2 separate regions of the Pan troglodytes genome follow, and region 1 is linked to region 2. A link is a contact called in public Hi-C data. All regions are on one chromosome and are shown on one strand. The core of a region is the stretch at or near the end of the contact, and the rest is flanking DNA. Distances in the headings are between cores, read along the strand shown.

The links. Hi-C and Micro-C count contacts between places; a contact is called where the count stands out from the background.
Region 1: a Hi-C map of induced pluripotent stem cells shows a contact between it and region 2, with 2.7 times the contacts expected there. The contact joins two enhancer-like sites. A contact is called at or near these places in 2 of 7 Hi-C or Micro-C datasets (both in induced pluripotent stem cells).

Annotation. Positions count from the first base shown.
Region 1 is chr14:81,705,827-81,709,177 of NHGRI_mPanTro3-v2.0_pri, forward strand. No RefSeq gene overlaps it. Among named protein-coding and RNA genes, the nearest start is that of LMO7, 470 kb to the left of the region's middle. Within about 2 kb of position 1,860, at least 7 of the 24 cell types and tissues checked have an H3K27ac peak or open chromatin away from gene starts, as enhancers often do. A contact at or near this core is called in induced pluripotent stem cells, where this site is marked.
Region 2 is chr14:81,372,184-81,375,702 of NHGRI_mPanTro3-v2.0_pri, forward strand. The region is part of intron 8 of LMO7 (LIM domain 7); the gene reads left to right. Among named protein-coding and RNA genes, the nearest start is that of LMO7, 140 kb to the left of the region's middle. Within about 2 kb of position 1,273, at least 2 of the 24 cell types and tissues checked have an H3K27ac peak or open chromatin away from gene starts, as enhancers often do. A contact at or near this core is called in induced pluripotent stem cells, where this site is marked.

The sequences.
Region 1 (3,351 bases), core at 610-3,109, 330 kb after region 2:
CTTCTGAGAAGTGTGTGTTCCTCCGGCTAATTACTAAGAGAACTCAACCTGCAGGGTGTAGGAGGCGGCAAAGGAGAAGAGTAGGGCTGTCTCTTCCAGTCACTTTGTAACCCATGTGAAACATTAAAGTATATTTAAAAAAATCTAAAAACTGTTATCTGAGATATAGTAAAAGTTTAAAAGGTAGTTATAAGTACCAGGTACACTTGCCAGAGTAATGGTACCCTAGTCGTAGAGAAAGCACTTGCTAAAATATGTGTCATAAAATTGCTTTTCATTTTCCTGGTACATAGAGCTGAGAGGCATTAGGTGTCTTTGAACCTTGACATTTCCTCTCTGTTCTTGTGGCACATTATAATTTATCCTGTCAGCATGCCCCAGATTATTGCTGACTGATCTTGGTTGTGTGCATACAATAGATGGAGTGGAAATTTGAGGCTAAAGTCTCTTCAGAATTATGGACTCCATGACTCCTATAAGGCTCCTGGTAAGTTTCTTGATTTGTTTGAAAGTCTTTCAAAGTGAATGGGTAGACTTTGTTAAGAAAACAACATGCAATGTCAGGAACAGTAGAAGACACTATTGTTTACTGTTAAAAAGAAACTAGCTTCAGCAGCAGTTAAATGAACACATTCAGAAACAGTTATGTGACCATGAAAGATAAATACGACTACTAAGATTTAAGTTCTGTTAAACCTAAGAAAGTTAAGTTCATAACAAAATGAGTAAAACTTCTTTCAATGGTATTTATGAGTGAAACAGAAGTTTCTAGTCTATTTTTCTATGCATGTGAAATTTTCGAAATGATCATTTTTCATATGCTATAGCTCCTTAAATTGGTTTGGATATATGTGTGTACACATGCACACACACACACACACACACAATATTAGTCCTCCATTTCTGTGGGTTCCACATCCATGATTCTGCCAGCTGTCGATGAAAAATAGGGAAAAAACAATACAAATAATACAAAAATAAAAAATAATATAAATTTTAAAATGCAGTATAACAACTATTTACATAGCATTTGCGTTGTATTAAGTATCAAAAGTAATCTAGAGGTAACTTAAAGTATACAAGGGGCTGCGTTTAAATTATATGCAAATACCATGCCATTTTATACCAAGGACTTGAGCACTGAGGATTTTGGTATCTCGTGGGTCCTAGAACCAATCCCCTCCCTAATAGATACTGAGGGATAACTGTATGTATATGTATATGTACATACTTAGTAACTGACTTCTGTCCAGGCATCTTACACATACGATGACACAATCTGAATGTAAATCTTCAATAGACTTTGTTAGGCTTGCTTTCTTTGTTCATTGAGCAGAATGCAATAAGCCAATATGTATAAATAGCACCAGCATAGTCTTCATTTAGTCATCTAGGTGAAATAAGAAAAGTTCCCTATGCCCCTCTCAGGGTGTGCAACGGGGTGTGGCTCGCTTCTTCAGTGCCATGCTGCTCATACTCCTGGAGGGAGCATGCAGATGGAGGGTTGCGGGGCTCCGACTCCACAGCACTATCTAGTGGCGAATGTTTTACAGCCGAAGCCCCAGTGGGCCTGTGTTACAGTGTGCTCTTTCAGTTCTGCCGTCTGTGCGCGGCTTGTGTTAGTCAGCTCAATTAGACCTTTTGCTTTATAGCAAGGACAGAGGGCTTTCTGTATCCCGGGTTCTTGACTCTGTGTGGCTTGGAGAATGAATGCAAAGTTTTATTGACAGTGGAAACTCTCAGCAGATGATGGGGACCCAGAAGGGGCATGGAGCGGGAAGGTGGTTTTCCCCTGGAGTTGGCCGCTCAGCAGCTGGACACTCCTCTGACCGCCTCGGCCAGGTTCCAGTCCTTGTTGTTCACAGGTCAATGGCCTGCCGGCGTCTGCTGGTGCCTGTCGATGTGTTCTTCCGGTCCTCTCCACCTCCAGCCGCCTGTGTGCTCTTTTGCCAGTGTGTTCCTCTCGGCGACCCGCTGCTTCTGTTTCTGCCTGCTAGGGTCTTGGAATTTTTATAGGCACAGGATGGGGGTGTGGCGGGACAGGGTGGTCTTGGAAAATGCAACATTTGGGCAGGAAAACAGAAATGCCTGTCCTCACCTAGGTCCCTGAGCACAGCCCTGGGGGGTGGAGCCCTAGCCAGGGACCTGCCTTTCTCTACCCAGCACTTCCCTGCCCTCTCTCATATCATAGGGACATCTTTATATATTGTCTATGAATATTCAGCATGCAAATTTCTTCATGATACTTAAAAAATATTATGAAAGATAATAAAAACTAGGTGAGGGAGAAATGAAAGACATTTCATTTTTCAAAGAGATTCCTCTGCACAGTAACAGAATTGACCCCATCTTGATGTATTTTTTTCCTCATTGAATGCTTCTGTTAGTAAAGGGGTTTCCAGGTTTTAAGTGATGTTCTTGGAAATCCGCAATCTTCTTGGGAAATTATAAAAACGATAATAGGCTGAAATTAAAAGTTCAAAATAATTATGTGAGAAGGAAAATACAGGAAAACAGACGAATATGACAATCACATGTGGTTCTGAATAGTGTTATTCTCTGTCTACTTATCAAAAGGGCTTTTGTTACATTGAATAACACTTTACTCATGGGTCCATCTAAATTCCTCCTGAATAAGTTCAGGAAAGAAGTGAACTTTTATGCAGTACCCTTTATGGTGCACTATTTTGTTTTAGAGTTGTTATGAAAACAACTCTAAAACCCAGTTGTATCTTTTGAATTTTAACCTTATTCCCACTGAACCTGTAGTTTGTCTAGGCTTTGGCCAGCTGAGAATTGGAACTGGGTGTGGTGATATGTGAGTCCAGTTGTGCTGAACATGCTGTGGAAGATAGAAAAGAAATGAGGTGTGCTTCTTGTTCTCAAGAATCTCAAGATTTGATCATGAGATAATTTGTCTCCTCTTTGTGCATACATGCCCTTGAGCGCTCCTTGAAACAGGAATTAATTATTTAGTTAGTGTCCACTGGGGAAGAAAGAACTATGTTTCCATATTCCGAAAATCTCACAAATCATGAACTTATAGAATGTCAGAGCAGGAAGGGACATTATGAATCATTCTAATCTATCCCTTGAAGTGCCAATTAGGACAATAATTTCTTTGAAACATTATGAAGGAAAATTTTACGATTTTTTTGAAAAGGAAATTAGCAAGTTATCTAGGGTATTAATTTATTTTATGTGAGCCATTTTGAAGCAACAAATCTGAATGGCAAGTACAGGTAGAGATTTTAATCAGAGGAACTTGAGTCTTTGCCCTTGTTTTGTTGAGTGTACAGGAGAGGAAACTAGAAACTTAATCTTAGAGTAATATGAGTGAATTATATCTGT
Region 2 (3,519 bases), core at 23-2,522:
CGCTCTTGTCTCCCAGGCTAGAGTGCAATGGTGCAATCTCTGCAATCTCTGCTCACTGCAACCTCCGCCTCCCAGGTTCAAGCGATTCCCTGCCTCAGCCTCCTGAGTAGCTGGGATTACAGGCATGTGCCACCATGTCTGGCTAATTTTGTATTTTTTTCAGTAGAGATGCGGTTTCTCCACGTTGGTCAGGCTTGTCCTGAACTCCTGACCTCAGGTGATCCGCCCTCCTTGGCCTCCCAAAGTGCTGGGATTACAGGCGTGAGCCACTGCGCCCGGCCGGCTTTTTTTTTTTTTTTTTTAAACAAGTTTTACCATGGAAGGCAGAAAGCCTTTGGGAAGGACATAGGAGTTGGCCAACCTTCTTAGGTAAATAGGATTAAATAGAAGGAAAAATAGAGGGAGGCTTCGAAATCCTGTAACATAGCTAGAGAGTGGCAGGGCTGGAATTGAAACAGTTGTGTCTAACCCAAACCTTGTGCTTGTTGCTGTATACATCTATACATGTGTGTATATACGTATGTGTATATATGTGTGTGTGTGTGTATGTGCGTGTGTGTATATATACACACACGCACATACACACACACAGAGTTTGCTCAGCCCTACCAATGTTACTTTGTCTCTTTAAGGCAAGAGCCCTAATTTTCTCACTTAAAGTGATTTACACTTATGCCAGCTGTTAGATAATTGTAGAGGCTCCTTTAAGGTTTGATCTTCTATGGCATTGCGATTTGTTGGGTTAACTCTGGTGAATTCCGCCTATCTTTAGCTATTCAGTAAATTATTTTGTGAAAGCAGCAATACTGGAAACTGGAAATAATGTTTTCCATAACTTTCCAGTTGTTTATCATCTAGGTGATTTTCCCAGAATTTGTTAGATAACATGAAAAGATTTCACCTGAGTATCTTTCGGTTTAGATTTTCCATGGAATTTGCTTTGATTTCATTTTGTATAGCAGATACTCAGTAAACATCCTGTAAGACTCAGACATGGACTTGGAGTAAGCTGGGTTTGCAGTTTCTGTGAACCGTGCTGGCCTCTGGGAATGAGGCTGCTATGCCACATATTTGAGTGTTCTTTACCCCTTCTGGCTAGAGTTGACTCATGTTTGTGTGAAGTGGAAGGAAACTAAAGCCTCATCCCACGCTTTTGTCTTCCAAAAGAATGCCAAAGAGAGAGACCAATTAAAAGATGAAAGCCTGGCAATGCATTTTAATCTTCTCATCTGCCCATCCTAAGCAGCCTCCAGGCCTTGTCAGCAGGGGGAAGCACTTGAGCCTGTGGAATATTTGCTTGGATTTGTCCTGTGGAACTAACTGGTTACTCAGCTGCTCATTGTTTATACCAAAATGGCTGCCGAAGAACGTGTTGAAATGAAATCAGAGTTTCAGGCTTACCTTTGAATGCATAGCTCTCTGAGGCCCGGAATGGTGGCTGATAGACAAAAAATTTGAAGAGTAAGAGAAGGTGGGAAAAGCCTGGACATATGAGATATATCCACGGGCCATAATTATGTACATGAAATGAGGGATGATAAATAGGGAGAAAATGGCTACTCTTACATCAATTCACTGGGAAATGAAGACCAATCAAACCAAGGGTTTCTCATCCTACCTTTTCTTTCTCTCTCTTTTTTTTTTTTTTTTTTTTGAGACAGGGTCTGACCCCAGGCAGTGGCCCAATCATAGCCTACTGCAACCTTGATCTCCAGGACTCAAGTGATCCTCCTGCATAGCTGGGACTACAGGTGTGCATGACCACTCCTGGCTAATTTTTTGAAAATTTTTCAGTAGAGACGTGGTCTCACCATGTTGTCCAGGTGGTTTTGAACTCCTGGGCTCAAGCAGTCCTCCCACTTCAGCCTCCTAAAGTGCTGGGATTACAGGGGTGTATTAGTCCATTTTCACGCTACTGATAAGGACATACCCAAGACTTGGCAATTTCCAAAAGAAGATTATTGGACTCACAGTTCCACATGGCTCACAATCATGGTGGAAGGTGAAAGGCATGTTTACCTGGTGGCAGACAAGAGAAGAGAGAGAACTCTTGCAGGGGAACTCCTCTTTATAAAATGATCAGATCTCGTGAGACTTAATCATCATCACGAGAACAGCATGGGAAAGACTTCCCCACATGATTCAATTATCTCCCACCTGTTCCCTCCCACAACACATAGGGTTTCAAGATGGTATTTGGGTGGGGATACAGCCACACCATATCAAGGGGTAAGCTGCCATGCCTGGCCCTATCTTACCTTTTTTTTTTTTTAAACTCTCTGTAAGGGATAAAATATATTGGAGTTGGCTTTATGGGAGAGGATTTTAGATTTGACAGACTAGTGGAATGTGTACAGAAGGGTCTAGGGAAAGTTTGTAGCAACAATATCCAAAAGTGAATCCTTGCAGTAAGAAAGCTGGAGAAACATTGAGGAGAAGATGTGCAAATGTGTGGTTAGTCATTGTCAGTCAGGGCTGCTATAACAGAGTATATAGGGTGCATGGCTTCAGCAACAGACACTTATTTCTCATAGTTCTGGAAGCTGGGAAGCCCAAGATTAAGGCACCAGAAGATCTGGAAGTGAGGGACCACTTCCTGGTTCATAGCTGGCACTCTCCATGTGTCCTCACGTAGCAGAAAAGGGCTAGAGAGCTGTCTAGGGTCTCTTCTAAGGGCACAAATTTCATAGATGAGGTCTCCATTCTCATGATCTAAATTACCTCCAAAGGCCCTACCTCCTAATACTGTCACATTGAAGGTTAGGATTTTGGTATATGAATGTTGGGGAGATACATTCAGTGCATTGCTTCCATCCTGTCAGAAAGTGAGGGGATACACTATGGATTCTCCCTGCATGAAGGGTATTATCCCTGTCCTGGATTTATTTTTTGTGACTGTTTCCAGGATTTGTTTCTATAAAGTGACCACTGATTGTGTGAGGAGTCTAAAACTTGACTGTATTAGTGTCAGTTTTGTCAGAAATATTAGGCTGTCATGTCAGATCAGAGTCTTGGGTGACGAATACAGGATGGGTAAGTTTTGAAGGAAAAAACGGGACAGTTCTGGAGCACAAAGTACAATGTGGCCACCAGAGGGTAGTATTTATTCAACAAGGATTTCTTGAACTTCATACTTTACCACTGAGATTCTTGGGGAAAAAGGACAGACTGAAGGGAGCTTTGTACTGACTTTATACTTGTCTTCCTCTCCATTTTTCTCTACTTGGTTAACTCCAATAAAATACATTTTTTTTCACTCAAACTTTTTTTTTCCAAGCAGAGTTACTCTATAGCATTGAATGTGTACCTGTATATAGCACTTGTTATATATTTTATTTGCTTTTTTATTGAAATATTTTATTCAAAGGAACAGAAAATTAATGGCTTTTACAGTGTGACTGAAATATTAATTCTACTGTCTCCCACTAAAGATTTAAGAATTACTTTTATAACAAAGTAATTAAAGTGTTTGTAAAGACACCATCAGCTGAGATAGACTCTCTTGGTACTTATGATTAA